2 separate regions of the Columba livia genome follow, and region 1 is linked to region 2. Evidence: chromatin contacts called from public Hi-C data. All regions are on one chromosome and are shown on one strand. Each heading gives the region's core, a stretch centred on a gene start, on an enhancer-like site or on the middle of the called end of the contact. The rest is flanking DNA. Distances are from core to core; before and after follow the strand shown.

Region 1 (7,237 bases), core at 3,741-6,240, 200 kb before region 2:
CGAGGTGCTGCTGGCACATGGGGGGCCTGGCCCTCGCTGCCCCCGTGCCCCACAGCCGGGCTCTGGCTCGGGGTGCCCCCATGGCACCAGCTCCCCCCTCCCTGGCCTGGCTTGCTCCATGTCCTTCCAGCTTGCGCCGTGAATAATTCACCACCTCTGTCCCCGTTGTTTCCTTGCAGGTATTTATAGCCTGTGATCACGTCTCCTTGGAGGCAGCTTGCTTTGCCGTGGTGTAAATTTAGCTCCCGCCGTCTCTTACATGTCATGCCCTCCAGTCCTTGCAGGAGCCCTTCCACGCAGCTCCTCGCCAGTGGGTGTTGGAGCCCCCATGCTCCCCCCTCTGCTGCCACAGCCCCGTGGCTGCCCCCATAGCTGCCTGCTGCCCACCCTGCCCCACGGGGCCGTCCTGGGGCGCAGCAGGGAGATGCTGTGCAGTGCCGTGCTGTGCCGTGCTGTGCTGTGCCGTGCGTCCTCCTCTCGGCAGCCCGGCCCTGGACGCCAGGACAGCTCAACTCGCCCCCGGCAGCTGCACGGGGTGACTGAGCCGTTCAGCTGCTGCGGCACGGGGGACGCTTTGAAATTCCTGGACTGCCATCTGTGCTATGCAAATCCCCCAATCTGACGGCTGCATGTTGGACCCGCTTCCGGACCTGGCGACGGGAGCTGTTATTATCTTGCTCCTCCTCCCTTCCAGCACCCAGCGGCAGATTTGGGGCAGCAGAAACATCGCCCTTCCCCACGGGGAGAAGCCTGACGTCCTTTGGCAAAAGGCCCTTGGTCTGCCCTGGCTGGGCCACGGAGTCAGCAGGGAATGTGTTGGCTGGGGGGCTTGAGGGGATGGTTGTGCCACTGGGTCACCGTGAGTCCCCAGGGTGCCGGGTCTGGTGGCTCGTACCGCGGTGCCCTGCGAGCCCCTGTGCTCCCAGGCAGGAGGTGTGCAGCCAGGGCTGGGGCCGAGGGGCAGCAGGGTCAGTGCCGGGATGGAGCCGGGCGCGGGGTTGCGTGGTTCAGCTGTGCTGTCCTCAGGTGTGCTCCGAGGGTGGGGACTGGTGGGGACTGACCTGCGCTTCACCAGGGGGACAGGATCCAGGGCTGACGGGTGTCTCTGAGCAGTGTTCCCAGCACCGAGAATTGGGCAGGAGGCGGGTGCAGCCACTGTAGCACCCACGGATGTCCTGAGTACAGGGTGAGTGCTGAGCGGGTGGGTGGCACTCAGGGCTGAGCTGTTGCCACAGGACACCCTGCTCCCCCACCCCAGGGACCCTGTCCCCAGCCTGGAGCTGCATGAACCACACACAGACACAAAAAAAACCAGAACCAAGCACTGTCCCCCCCCGCCCTTTCCTCAATGTGGAGCTGGTGCGCAAACACCTCCATGAGCTGTCCTGGCTTTTCCCCCAGCTCACCCTGAGATGTATTGGGGCGTGAGGCTGTATCAAGGGTGCTGAGGTGGCAGCGAGGGGCCACTGTCCCCAGTGTGGCCCCCCGCTACGTGCTCTTTAACCGCCAAGCTGGTGGGACGGTGTCCCCTGGCTGGGGCTGGGACAGCAGCAGCTCCCTGGGGTGACGAGGGAAGCGGGGGGCAGGTTTGCCAGCTCTGATCGGGGAAGGTAATTAATGAGCATCCTGCGCTGCTCCCCGCTGTGCCTCCATCCCCGGGGGACCCCTCGGCCGGCAGCGCGGGTACCGCCTGCTCCCGCCGGCGCTGGGGGCTGGGGGACTTGGCGGCACGGGGCCTCGTTAATATTTTAGGAGCTCTTTTGTCCACAGGGGATGAGGAGGCTCGCTCGCAATCGCCTTTCATCTCCATGAGGCCTCAGCATGGGCTCCAGCCTCTTATCTACCGCCGCCTTGCCGCTTCGCTACAGCCAGATTGATACGGGGCTTGGGCTCTTTTTTTTTTTCTGGGCAGGGCTGGAAAAAAAGCCTGGATGCTCCTGGCCAAAGGGCACCCGCAGCGGTGGCAGCTGCCGCAGCATCCCTGCCTGCCCCTGCCTGCACCCCTCCAGGCAGGGCTCTGCCAGGGGCTGGACATGCCCCCTGCAGCCCCGGGGAGGGCTCAGAGGTGGCTGCAGCGTCTGGACATGCGTGTCCCCCCGTGGTGGCAGGGAGAGGGGATTTGGGACGCATGTGCAGTGCCTGCGGGGTCCCTGACCACAACTGAACTGGGGTGGGATGCACTGGGGGCGGCTGCGTCCCCAGGGCTCTGCCAATGGGTGCACTGAAACAGTGTCATCCAGGGGGTGTCCAACGTGGCCGTGAAACACCAGCCCTGGCTGGGAAGGGGCAGAGCCGGGGCACAGCGGGGTTGGTGCGAGGAGGAAGAGGGTGATGAAGGAGCAAGTGGCTGGAGGGCGAAAGTGGGGGCTGAGCTGCACTTCTGCTCCCCACAACCTGGAGATCACAACCAAAGCTGGGAGAGCAGAGGGTGCCCTGGGAACAGGTCTGGCTCAGCTCTGGGGCTTTTCCCAGTCATGCCCCATGGATGGTCCTCCCTTGGTCCTCTCTCGGTCCTATCGCTTGCTCGGCCGGTGCCGGGCTGTCCCCAGCTCCCACACTCATGGGCTTGGCCCTTCTTGTCTCCCGCAGCAGCATTGCTCATGGTGCCTTTTCCTCAGTGCTTGTCCCAGATCAGCAAGTGGTGTGGGCTGTGCTGGGTCCTTGCTTGGGGTCCCTGGGGGCTCTCCAAGTCACCCACACCCATGCACGGGCTCTGCTGTTTTCAGTGTTGCATTTCTCTTCCTGGCTCTGTCCATTGTCCATCCCTTGTGTCACTGAGGAACAATGGAGCAGGAGTCACCTTGCCCTGGGAAAAACCCAACCCACATGCCTGGCCAAGTTCAACTGTGGGGGACGGCCTTGGCAAGAACAAGATGTAGCTGCCCATGTGTCTGTCCCACCAGAGCCAAACCCATCTGTCCGTCCCTTTGCACAAGCAAGAACTTGGGTGCTGGGAGGAGATCGTGCTGATGGACTTCAGGGGAGTTTGCTGGCTGTGTCCTGCCAGTGCTGATGGCTTCTTCCCATGGGAAAAATCCTCCTCCATCTCCTTCACCCAGGGATGCACACCAGGGGTCAGAGCTCCTCCATCCCGCAGCGGTGGGGAACATGCTGTCCCCAGGGATCCGAGCATCCCTCCTGCCGCTGCCGCGCTGCCGGCTCGCCCCAGCTGGCAGGCCCGGCTTGGGGACCGGGGGATGGCTGGCGCCTGCGCTCAGCAAGGCGGTGAGCTCACGGGTTTAATTTTCTCAAGGCTTCGTTTGGCTCTGACATGTGATCCTCGTTACAGGAAGGACGCGGCAAACGCGATGTCCCCTGGGGCTGGCTGGCTCGACCTTGTGGGAAGAGGTAAGAGCACATCATAGCTTTTCCGCCCCACTGGTGTTGCTTCCAACAGCAATTTAATATCTCCCTGATAACCCAGGCTGAGTTTCAGGCACTGTTAGGAAAAAAAGCAACAAAGAGGCATCCGCTGACAAGTACGTGTCCTCAGCTGAGGTCCCCGGGTGTGGGTGTGTGTGGCTGGCCCTGCACCGTGGCCCGTGCTGCCCATCACCAGCCCCAGGCCTGTTCTTGTCCCCTGGCAGGGAGCAGGTTCCCTGGCCAGGGATGTGATGCCCTCCTGGAGTGGCAAGTGGGGGCCATCACCTGCCGTGCTTGGTGGATGGGGAATGGCCACTGGCCCCATCTAGGACAAGGTGGGAGCTGTCACAGCTCCAGCCCACCCCGTGGCAAAGCTGCCGCCACACCCCAGCATCCTGACCCCGTATGATCCCACCCGGCTCCCACCCCGGGGCAGCTGCTGGTGGGGGGCTGGGATGCTCCTGTGGGCTTTGCCCAGCCCCGGGGCAAGTGCTGGCTGCACCGGTGCTCCTGCACAGGCAGTGAGGATGGGACTCACCTTTGGGTGCAGCGGGGATGGGACTCGCCTTTGGGCGCAGCAGGATTTGGGACGGGCTCAGCTCGCATACACAGCCCTCTGAGCTCTGCTCTCCAGGCTGGTCTGGCCAGACACAGCTCTCCAGGTCCAGGTCTCTGACCATGGCTCCCCAGACTCGGCTCTCGGAGCTCAGTTCTCCAGACTCTGTTTCCCAGGCTCCTTTCCTTGGATTCAGTTCCCTCTGCCCACCTCTGTGGGCTCTCCGGGCTCCGTGCCTTGGGCATGGCTCTCCAGGCTTTTCAGGCATGGCTGGAGGTCGCTCTCCATACTCGACTCCCCGGGTACCCCTTTTGGAGGTGTCTCCCCAGGCTCGGTGCCTCCGTGGTGGTTTCCCAGCAGCTCCTGATCTGGGCTCCCCAGCCAACCAGGTGCCAGCAGAGGGCCTCCCTTACCAAACAGAGCGTTGCGCCGCCACCAAATTATAAAACACATTATCTATTTTGCGAAACTTTGTGCGAGTACCAGGAAATGGGCTGGAGTTTATTCTCCTCCAGAAGACCGGAGACAACGTGTTCCCCCCTGCTTCTTTTTTTGATGCCGGCACTCGACATGCATTAAAGCCGCGGGAGTGTTCATCATTAAAATGGCAATTGTGAAGCGAGGCAATAAATTTAACATCATAAAAGGCACTGGGAGGGTCTCGTTCATCTGTTGCTCTTCAAAGGAAAGTGTTAGTTGCTTCCAAAATAAAATAATTGGGAAGAAGCAGGTGAGAGGGAAACGGGTGGCAGCGTCCCCGCCTGCCGGGGTGCTGCACGGAGCCAACGTGGGGCTTTGGCCGGGAGACGTGACCCTTGGGGCTGCACGTCTGGGGCTGCTGGCGGGGGAGCGCTGAGGCTGTGGCTCTGCAGGTGTTGGGGACATGTGGCTGCATCTCTCGGGGTCTGCGCGTTGCGGGGGGACAAGCAGAGGAGCGAGGGTGTTGTGAACATCCCCCCTTCTGTGGGTGCGATGGCCCTGTCCCCAACCCAGCCGGGGTGAGGGGGACAGGGAAACCCATCAGCCAGGGTGGCAATGGGGAGGGACCCCAGCTCTGCCCTCAGTGGCTGCGGGGCCAGGGGATCCCCCGGGATTGGGGCTGCTCTGTGCTGGGAGCACCCGGCTCCCACCGCCGCCCCGCCGATGGCCATCGCCCCACGCCAGCCCCGCGGTGGCGTCTGCCGGCAGAATGAGCCGTCGTATGGGAACCGTTTGCTAAATAATTCAGGAGATTTCTTTTTTCCTTTTTTCTTTTTTTTTTTTTTTTTGTTGAGAAAGCCGGTTTGCTTGCTTTTTTTTCCTTTAAGGTCGTAGTATTTTCCAAGCTGGGTTTCGAGCGGGGGGGCGCGGACACGCTCAGGCAATACCGCCATGTGTTTACAGCTCCGCTCCCGGCGTTATTTAGGGATTGTAAAACCACAGCGGCTCACTCGCTCCCCCTCGCTCGCCGCAGCCAATTTTTTTCCTCCATGTGGCTCTCGCTGCAGCGGCAAAGGTCAGCCCTGCTCCTTTGAAAGCAGCACCCCCCTGTTATCAGATTTAGGAGTCCTGGGGGGAGGCTGGAGCTGAAATTCAGGCAGAGCCAGCTGGCTGTGCCCCGGAGCGGGGGTGCTGGTGCTGGCCGGGGGGCACAGTTGGGCTGGAGGGTGGGATGGATGGACGGGCGGATGGATGGATAAAGGGGGGGGTTGCAGCAGGGTGAGCCCCCGTGCCTGAGAAGCGAAGGGACAACAGAGCTGGGGGGGCTGACAGCAGCGAGCGTGTGAATAATGGGGGCGAAGGTAATAATACAGCTGATTAGAGGCGGCTCCTGCGAGGAGATGCTGAGCGGCCTCGGGAGGGGGTTATGCTGTGAGATAAAAATCTCTGCCAGGGTGAGGTGACCGTGGTTTGGAGCCCCACAGAGGACGGCTGGGGGTGGCGGCAGAGGGGCGAGCCCTACAGAAGGTTGGGGGTCACAGTGACGGGATGAACCCCACAGCAGAGGGATGGGGCACAGAGAGGGGGCAGCGCCCACGGCAAAGGGCTGGGGACCGCGGCAGGGGGCTGGGAGTGGGTGGTCCCCTGGGGTGCTCTGCTCTGGGAACAGGGCAGCAGCCCTGGGCAGTGGAGGGGAGGTTCGGGAGAGGGCACGCTCCCCATGGGGACATGGCCTTCAGTGGGGTGATCAGGCAGAGTAGTGGGTCCAGGGGGGTCCCTGGGGAGAGGGAACAAGGCAGGAGGGAGCAGAGAAAGGGGTGAGGGCAGGACCCGGCCATGGGGCAGGACCCAGTTGTGGGGCAGGACCCGGCTGTGGGGCAGGACCCGGCTGTGGGGCAGGACCCGGCCATGGGGCAGGACCTGGCCATGGGGCAGGAGGTCCTGGCAGCGCTGCCGGCAGCCCCGGTGCCGCTCGCTCCCGGGAGCCGTTCCCCGCTGGCCCTGTCCTGGCCCAGGCGCCGCCTTCAAACTTTGCCAGCGGATGGTTTTTAATTAAAACCAGAGGACGTTGCTCTGCGCCCCGGCCCTTTGGGGATGACCACTGCTCACATCCTCCGCCTTTGGTCTTCCTGCTGCACAGCTTGACGCAGGGAGATGAAAGTCCCCCCCGCCAAAAGAGCACCAGAAGAAGGGCGGTTGTAAAATCACGTCGCCGAGACGTCCCTGGCCGAGGGTCCGGTGAGGTGCTGGCTGCCCGGAGCCACGGCCGGGCCAGCGGCAGCCTGGGGAGCGGGGCTGTCGCCTTCAGCCCTGCTAAAAATAACAGCTCGGAGCGCGGTGAGCGCCGGGCGCCTAACTGGAACCAGCTTTCCAAACTCCCAGCTGGAAGCGGCTCTTGATGCCTACACCAGCCTTTCTGGGAAAGAGCAATTAAAAATAGCGAAGGACTGAAAGCGCCATCCCTACCGCCCGTCCTGCCCCTGCCCGGGTCGCACACGGGGAGCCACGTCTGGGGGGGCAGCCGTGTCCCCTTGCTCAGCCTGGAGAGGCCAGCAGGGCCTGGAGCAGCGGAGATGATGCTGCAGGAGTGTCCTGGGGGGATTCAGCTTCCCTGATCATGGGAGAAGGGGTGCAGCAGAGCCAGAGCCCCCCCAGAGAGTGTTGCTGGGGCTATTCCACCCTTCTCTCCTGCCAGTTGCCAGCAGCCAGCTGTGGCTGCACCCAGGCTGGAGCTCAGAACAGCAAAAGGCAGGCTGTCCTGGGGGGGTTGGACAGAACAACACCCTGCAGGCCCCTCCAGCTGTCTGGGGTGGGAGAAAGGCTCTGGGGGGGACGCAGGGGGCTCAGAGCAAACCACAGGGCTCCAGCCGACCCACCCCCACGGGCTCCAGCCCATCC
Region 2 (6,659 bases), core at 351-2,850:
CCCTTCCCTTCAGGTATTTAAATACTTGTATAAGATCCTCCCTTCACCTAAAAGAAGGAGCTTTCCTATGGACAAACAAGAAAATGCCTGCATGCTGCTGGGGTTATTTATCTGTCCGTAGACATGCATGTTTTTGCTAAAGAGTAATGACCACATTGAAATGATTCCTCTGCTGGTGCTCTTGGCCTGTGCTGGAGCTCAGTCCTACTCCTGCTCCCTGTCGCCTCCCAGCAATCACAGTGGGGAGCTGTGAGCAGATTTCCCAATGCCTGCTCTTTTTCTCTCTGCTACTGGATCACGGCCTCACGCCACAAGGAAAACGGAGGTGAAGTGGGAATAGTTCTGCTGTCCCCTTTTTCATGGTGACCCGTGGAGGCAGGGGTGCCTCCTGCACAGCCTGAAAGCCTGGGTCCCCCTGCACCGTCCTGTGCCTCATCCATGGCTGCCAGGAGAGAAAGGCGGCAGAGAAACACTGTCCGCCCCACACACACTCAATCTTCTGATTCTCCTCGCCTTGCAAGAGTCAAGCTTTCCCGTGTGCAGGCAAACACTTACACCCTGGCTTGCACAGACTGAATTTATTCAGCCAGGGCAGACAAAAAGGAAATAAATGCCCCAGTGGCTTCTGGAAATCTGTCGAGACCAAGCTTTCCTGTCTGTGAGCAGCATCCAACCCCCAGGAACGTGTGGGGAACTCAGACTTCTCTTCCTGGCTGGACATTAAACTACAGCATGCCCCTGATTAGAGAAGACATTGACCTGATGGCAAGTGGAAAGCAAAATGTTATAGCAGGCACCTCTGATCGAACAGGCCAGTTAGGGTGATCAGGTATGGAGGGGACCCACTGCATTTGCTAGGACATCCATTTTGATCTTTGGAGCCTTTTCTATCTCTCTGCGTATGTGCATGTCATTATCTGTAACTCCCTTGTGGAGACTGTCCAAGTGTGTTATCACGGCCAGTAGGCCCAGAAGATAGCTAGGGGTGTGCAAGAACTGTGTATGGGGTCAGGTTATGCTAGGGGTGGTTCTTTTCCTAGGTTTCCTATAGCTGAGACTCAGGTGTGGATTCCAGAAATTCTTCTTAAATAAATAATTTACTCACAAGGTACAGGATAGCACAGCTCGAGCTGGTACCTCCTGAAGAGAGACCTTCTGCAAAAAAAAACGTGGACAATTATAACCCCACAATAGGAAGGTGGTGGCATGGGCTGGAATGGCTTTTGGAGCTGAGAGTCTAGAGGAAGCTTACTGGCAAAGCAACCCCCAGAAGCAACAGGGTCTTCTGTTCCCTCTTTGCATGGACAGGTGGTCATGGGCAGGGTGGTCAGCCTGACTGTTGGGGGAGAATAAGGAAAGTGAAATCCTCATGGGAAAAGCATTACAACTTGGGCTGCCCAGATCCAGCTGCCTGGTCCATGTCTCCCACAGAGAAGGATTGTTAAATTCAGTTTCTGGACACTGCAGTGTCACAGAGCTGAATAACAACAGCAGGAAAACAATGATCCCTTAGACCCTGGTTGGTTCTGTCCTGCAATGGCAGAGATGCAGTATCTGTCCAAGGCACTGATGCTGTACACAGAGAACAAGGACATGGGTCTGGTCCATTGTGGGGAACGCATCTTTACAGGCCAGAGTAAGAGGAAAGGCAAAGCAAACTGCCTCCTAAATGTGAATTAACTGGAGTCTGGCTCCAGATTCTCAAGACAAAGCTATAAATCTGCCTAGCCCTGCTGTGAAAGCATGAGACACCCTGGGACAGCCACACGGCGTCACAGTGTCCTTGATCTCTGTTTTCTCTTCCATCCCTTCCTTTCATCCCCGCCACCCCCGGAGGCACGTTCAGTCTCCTAGTGACTACGGCTTCTCAGCCGGCTCAAAGGCTGCTCTCTCCATCCTGCTGTGTTTTATAGCAGGCTGGGTCATGTTGCAGTTGCTAATAGCAGTAGCAAAGCTCTGAGCGCAGGGAGGGCAGTCCCAGCTGAAGGACAATTTTTCCAGCAGGACATGCTGCACCTCCTTTGGTGGTGTTGGCGTCCAGCCCCTGCTCTCGTCTGTGCTGTTTTGGGAGGCACCGGGAGGACTGACCTGTGCAGAGAATGCAAACTGGCGGGTGTTTTACCCCGGGACTCATGTTTGGTCATACGGCTGACAGCGCTCTGGCACATCCCATCACATGGTGGGGAGTGGGTCTGGAGCCACGTGTGACCCACAGATGCAGTGGCCATGAAGCACTGCCCCCAGGCTGGCTGTGGGTCACAGGACCCATCACAACAGCTCCTGACCCTTCAATACTTGCTGGGCTTGAATTTTCCTGGTAAGCTGAGAAGAGGAATTCTCCAGCCGCCCTGAGAAGGGGGAGCCACGTCGACGCCTCTTCCTAACATAGGGCTGACACTGAGACATCCCCAGGGAGACAGGACTTAGTCCAGCTCCCCAGCTGGTTTAAAAGTGATTCTGTTTTGAACCCACAGTCTGCCTCCCCTCCCACAACAGCAAGCAAGGAGACAGTCTCAAAGGCCACCCAAACCACATCCAGGCAAACCATTGCCCGCTTGTCCCTGTTTGACCATGTCCTGGACATTGTCTGGAAGAGAAGGAACAAAGCAGAGAGGGCAAAAAGCCATCGCCTTGCTCTCCCCTGATTCTGCTCCATGCAGGGTAGGCAGAATAAGCACGTAAGCCACAAAAAGTCTGTGCCACATTTGTCTCTTTTGTGTCTCTGGTCTTGCTGCACAAGGAGCAAAGAAAAGAGAAATGTGTTCAGGCTGTAACTAATGCCAGAGCCTAAGAAATGGATCAGTTCACCCCCAAACAATTTGCAATGCAAAGGGAGAAGCTCTCCTCCTGGTTTACTCCTCCCCATGCACAGACACGCACAGTCCCTCTTTCCCACATCCCTGCCTTGGGAAAAAAGCAACCGCCCATGGCCCCAATGCAGGTAGAATGCTCCACGCCGCTGCCCCCACCTGCTCCTTGCAGCTGATCATCTCCTCACTGAATTAAATCCCTCACACGGCACCCGGGTGCCTGTGCACCCCTTGCACCAGAGATTCAGGAGTGGCGATGGCTGGACGCCGGCGGGGGGGTCACCCCAGCACGCTGGCAATACTGCCCGTACACAGCCCAGCTCTCTGTGCCTCCAAAGATTTCCGTCCCAAGCGTGCTTGACTAATTAGTAAACGGAGCCTAAACCTTTTGGTCTACATCGATCTTATCTTTAAACCCTGCAGACAACAATTCCTCAATCGATACCTCATTTAATTGCTGCCACCAGGCTGACAGCTGGGGTTCTGGTTGTGCAAGCCTGGCTGTCACATGGCGGGCTGCCAGTGCCACCTTCTAATCCCAAACTGATTTATCCTCATGCAGCTCCTCTCTCCCCCTGACCCCAGCGTCTCCATCCCTATTCCTACCCCTCCCTCCCTGTGCAGGGGATAGAAAATGTCCTGGCTGCCTGCACACCCCCGTGAACACATCACACCTTGTGCTCATCTGTCCCCGGAGCACAGCTGTGATCAAACTGTCGTGTAGATGAATGCCCAAGCATGAACATGCAGCCTCCCTGCTGCACAGCCCGGTCCCAGCACAACCAGCAGAACACAACAAAGAGGGGACGTCTGGGTGTCACCTGTGGTGTTTCCCAGCCAACCCGCGTTGGGGGACAGGCAGACAGGCAGCACTTGCCCCGTGCATCCCAATACCAGAACTGTCCTCCATGCATCCTTGTGGCACTGCCCTTCCAGCTGGGACCCAGCATGGGCTGGGCATGAGCCATTTGCTGGGCTGCTGCTCCTGGCGAGCCCCAGAAACTGGATTTTTAGGGATTCTCTTGGCCCTTTGATGAGCAGCAGACAGAGAGGCAAGCCGTGACTCCTGTTTTGGCATAAGCTGCCTTGTGCAATAGTGCATTGACTTCCCAGTTAAGCACTTTGCCTGGGGCTGGGGTAGGTATTTCAAGTTGATCAGGCTTTTGTGATGGGGTGCTAGCCATGATTGTTCTGTGTTTGCCATGACTCAGTTTTTACTCTTGTCTTAATCATATTTTTTACTGTAATTTAGTGATAATCTTAGGTGCAACATGCATTGCCTTCAGTGGTAGATATGTGAAATAATTGCTGTAACCCTGATCTTTGATCAGTTATGTGTTTGTCATCTGCAGCTCTTGATGGCCTCTCTTTGTGGTGATGCTGATTGCCTCTGTCCTTGTATCCTCAGGAAACACTAATGTGTAATTTTGGAAAGAAAGAGAGCTTGTGTGTGAACACATTACCAGCAATACCACCAGAATGAGACCCAGGCCCACCTCTAGACTGAGATTGTGCCCCACAATACCAACCATGATTCTGGTGTCTGACCAGCAAGGAGGTGGGTGACTTTGCTTTCAGTGGTGCCTGTGTGACCAGTGCATACACAGCTCAGCCCAGCCACCGTGACCCAGTGCAGAGCTGGTCTTGGTTATACCAGCTTTCAAGTAAAATTACCTCTGAAGGTCACTTGCTCTATCTGCAGCTTCATGTGGAGCAATCAACTTATTCGAGCCCTGCTGAACGCATCTCAGAAGACTTCTCAGCCCAGATGAGGTGGGACTGGTCTGCTGGAAGTGCTACCTTCTGGGACAACGGAGGGATCAGTGCCTGGAGCTGATCTCTGACTTCCCTGAACTCCAGGACAGGAGAGGCTGTAACAGAACAAAGCTTTCAGATTTGCCTTACAAAGCGTGACTTATCCACTAAGCACCACCAGTGACATTTTGAATACTACCTGTGCTTGCAGCTTTGAATTGCTCACTCAGAGTCAGCCTCCTCCAAGCCAGAGGAGGTTCAGAGATATAAAATAAATCACCAGCTCCACTATTTGCCTTAGTTAGTATCCCCATTTTGTGCTAAGTTACAGGGACAAGCCCCTTGCTATGCGAGGTGCTGTACCGAGGATATGGGTCTGGGGGAACACACACGTCTTCCCAGTGTCCAACAGGAATGTGGATATTTTCTCAGAGGTGACCCTCTTAGTACCATTTAAAGTCTTCACAGATAGCACCAAGGAGCTAGTGCACTAGGGAAGGCAGAGGAATATGCTAACAGCTTATTAGGGATAAACTCAACTATGGTGTAAATGGATGCACTGTCTTTGGCTCCACTGGGCTAACTCAGAAGACCCTTGGCTGCTGCAAGGGGCTGGTTTCTTCTCCACTGGTTGACCGGTGGGATGCATCACATCCCACACATCTACTGTTCCGGTTTGCTTTTCTCCTGTAACAGCTACACCAAGGCAGAATGTGACCCTGGACTAAAAGCTAGAATCTGCTCTTGGTGCAGACTACCGAGAAGTCAAGCTGAAGTTAAAGGTACCTAAATCCCAGCTCTCTGGGCCAGAAACCGTTTCCAGAGCCTTTGAGCCTGGACAGAATCTAGCCTGTATATCCAAGGTATTTTACCCCTGAGCTTGAACAGCATCTGTGTGTAAGCAAGACTGTGCCCTGTCAGGAAGCACTATCTTAGGAGGAAGTTTGCCCTCTTCTCAGTCTCCCAGACCATGGTTCCGCAATGAGACAGGGAGGGCGGTGAATGCTCAGTTGGTCCATGAATGGAGGCCGTGAAACCTTGCTATCATGTTAGTGGGAGTGGGGGGCTCATATGTTATCAGAAAACCACAAGTTGTTACCACTGGCCTCTGGTATCGTTCAATAGCCTGTTTTATTCAGGACCACTGTCTGCTGCAGCTTGCTTGTGCCAGGTCCTCTGTGAGCCAGGCTGGAGCAAAGGGGCTGCAGGTAGGCAGTGGGAGAGGTGACTTGTGGCAGAGGAGACCCCCATGGGCAGGATGGAGCTTGGATACCCACGCAGGCAGCAGCAGGGGGGTGCCAGCCCCACAGTTGTCCTTCACCTTGGTGCGAGAGGGTGCCTGACACATGCTACTGGGAGATCAGCAGTTGGCCCTGAGCGTGCCCCAGATGGTTCGATGCCAGGGTGTTTGCACACAGCTCTGCCATTTAATGGGGAGAGAACGCATAGCTGATCCCAGCTGAAGCCATACACTAAAATGCTGACAGACTGTTTGTTGAGACACAAACATTGGCAAATGGCCCTGCTTGCCATATACTTAGAGTCAAGGCAGAGAGGGAGGGAACCCAAGAACAGGGCTGTCTCTGGCAGCAACTAAGAGTCTTCAAAGTGCAGTTCAGCGCATGTTTCTGGGAACAGGGAAGTCACTTTCTTGGGAGATTTGAAGCACCCTTTTCCAAATGGGTGGAACCAGGATGCCCAGCTTTTTAAAATGAGGTTTGGAGAGCTGCAGACTGCTGTGTGAGTTCCTTGTGCAGCACAGTTTGGAGGATGGAGCATCCCACCTTTCCAGACAGGACATTACCTCTTTGGTCCCTCAGGCTTGGCATGTTTAGTAGTACTTCTCCAGAGAAAGCCAGACCATCGGCATTTTGGATGTGCCAGAGCAGGCAGTGCAGCGTGCCGGGCTGCGGTGGTGCCAGCTGTGCTCAGCGCCTGGGGTCTCACACACCAGAAAGGAGGGGATGGGAGTTGTGGAGAACACGACACGGAAAGCAGGACTAAGAGCTGGGCAGCACGGGGCAGGGAGCATGGGACCAGTCTTGTGCACAGCGTGGGACAGGTCTGCTCACCTCGGGGTCAGGATGGGACCTT

What was found. A called contact is a pair of places that touch in the nucleus more often than the background predicts.
Region 1: a Hi-C map of crop shows a contact between it and region 2, with 2.6 times the contacts expected there. The contact joins two enhancer-like sites. A contact is called at or near these places in 2 of 2 Hi-C or Micro-C datasets (crop and liver).

Annotation. Positions count from the first base shown.
Region 1 is chr14:17,282,409-17,289,645 of bColLiv1.pat.W.v2, reverse strand. It overlaps LOC110359647 (a long non-coding RNA gene), which reads left to right. Exons shown (of 3, transcript XR_010466218.1): 1 at 1-5,414. Among named protein-coding and RNA genes, the nearest start is that of CXXC5, 27 kb to the right of the region's middle. Within about 2 kb of position 4,990, at least 1 of the 3 cell types and tissues checked has an H3K27ac peak away from gene starts, as active enhancers do.
Region 2 is chr14:17,077,987-17,084,645 of bColLiv1.pat.W.v2, reverse strand. No RefSeq gene overlaps it. Among named protein-coding and RNA genes, the nearest start is that of PSD2, 6.2 kb to the right of the region's middle. Within about 2 kb of position 1,600, at least 1 of the 3 cell types and tissues checked has an H3K27ac peak away from gene starts, as active enhancers do.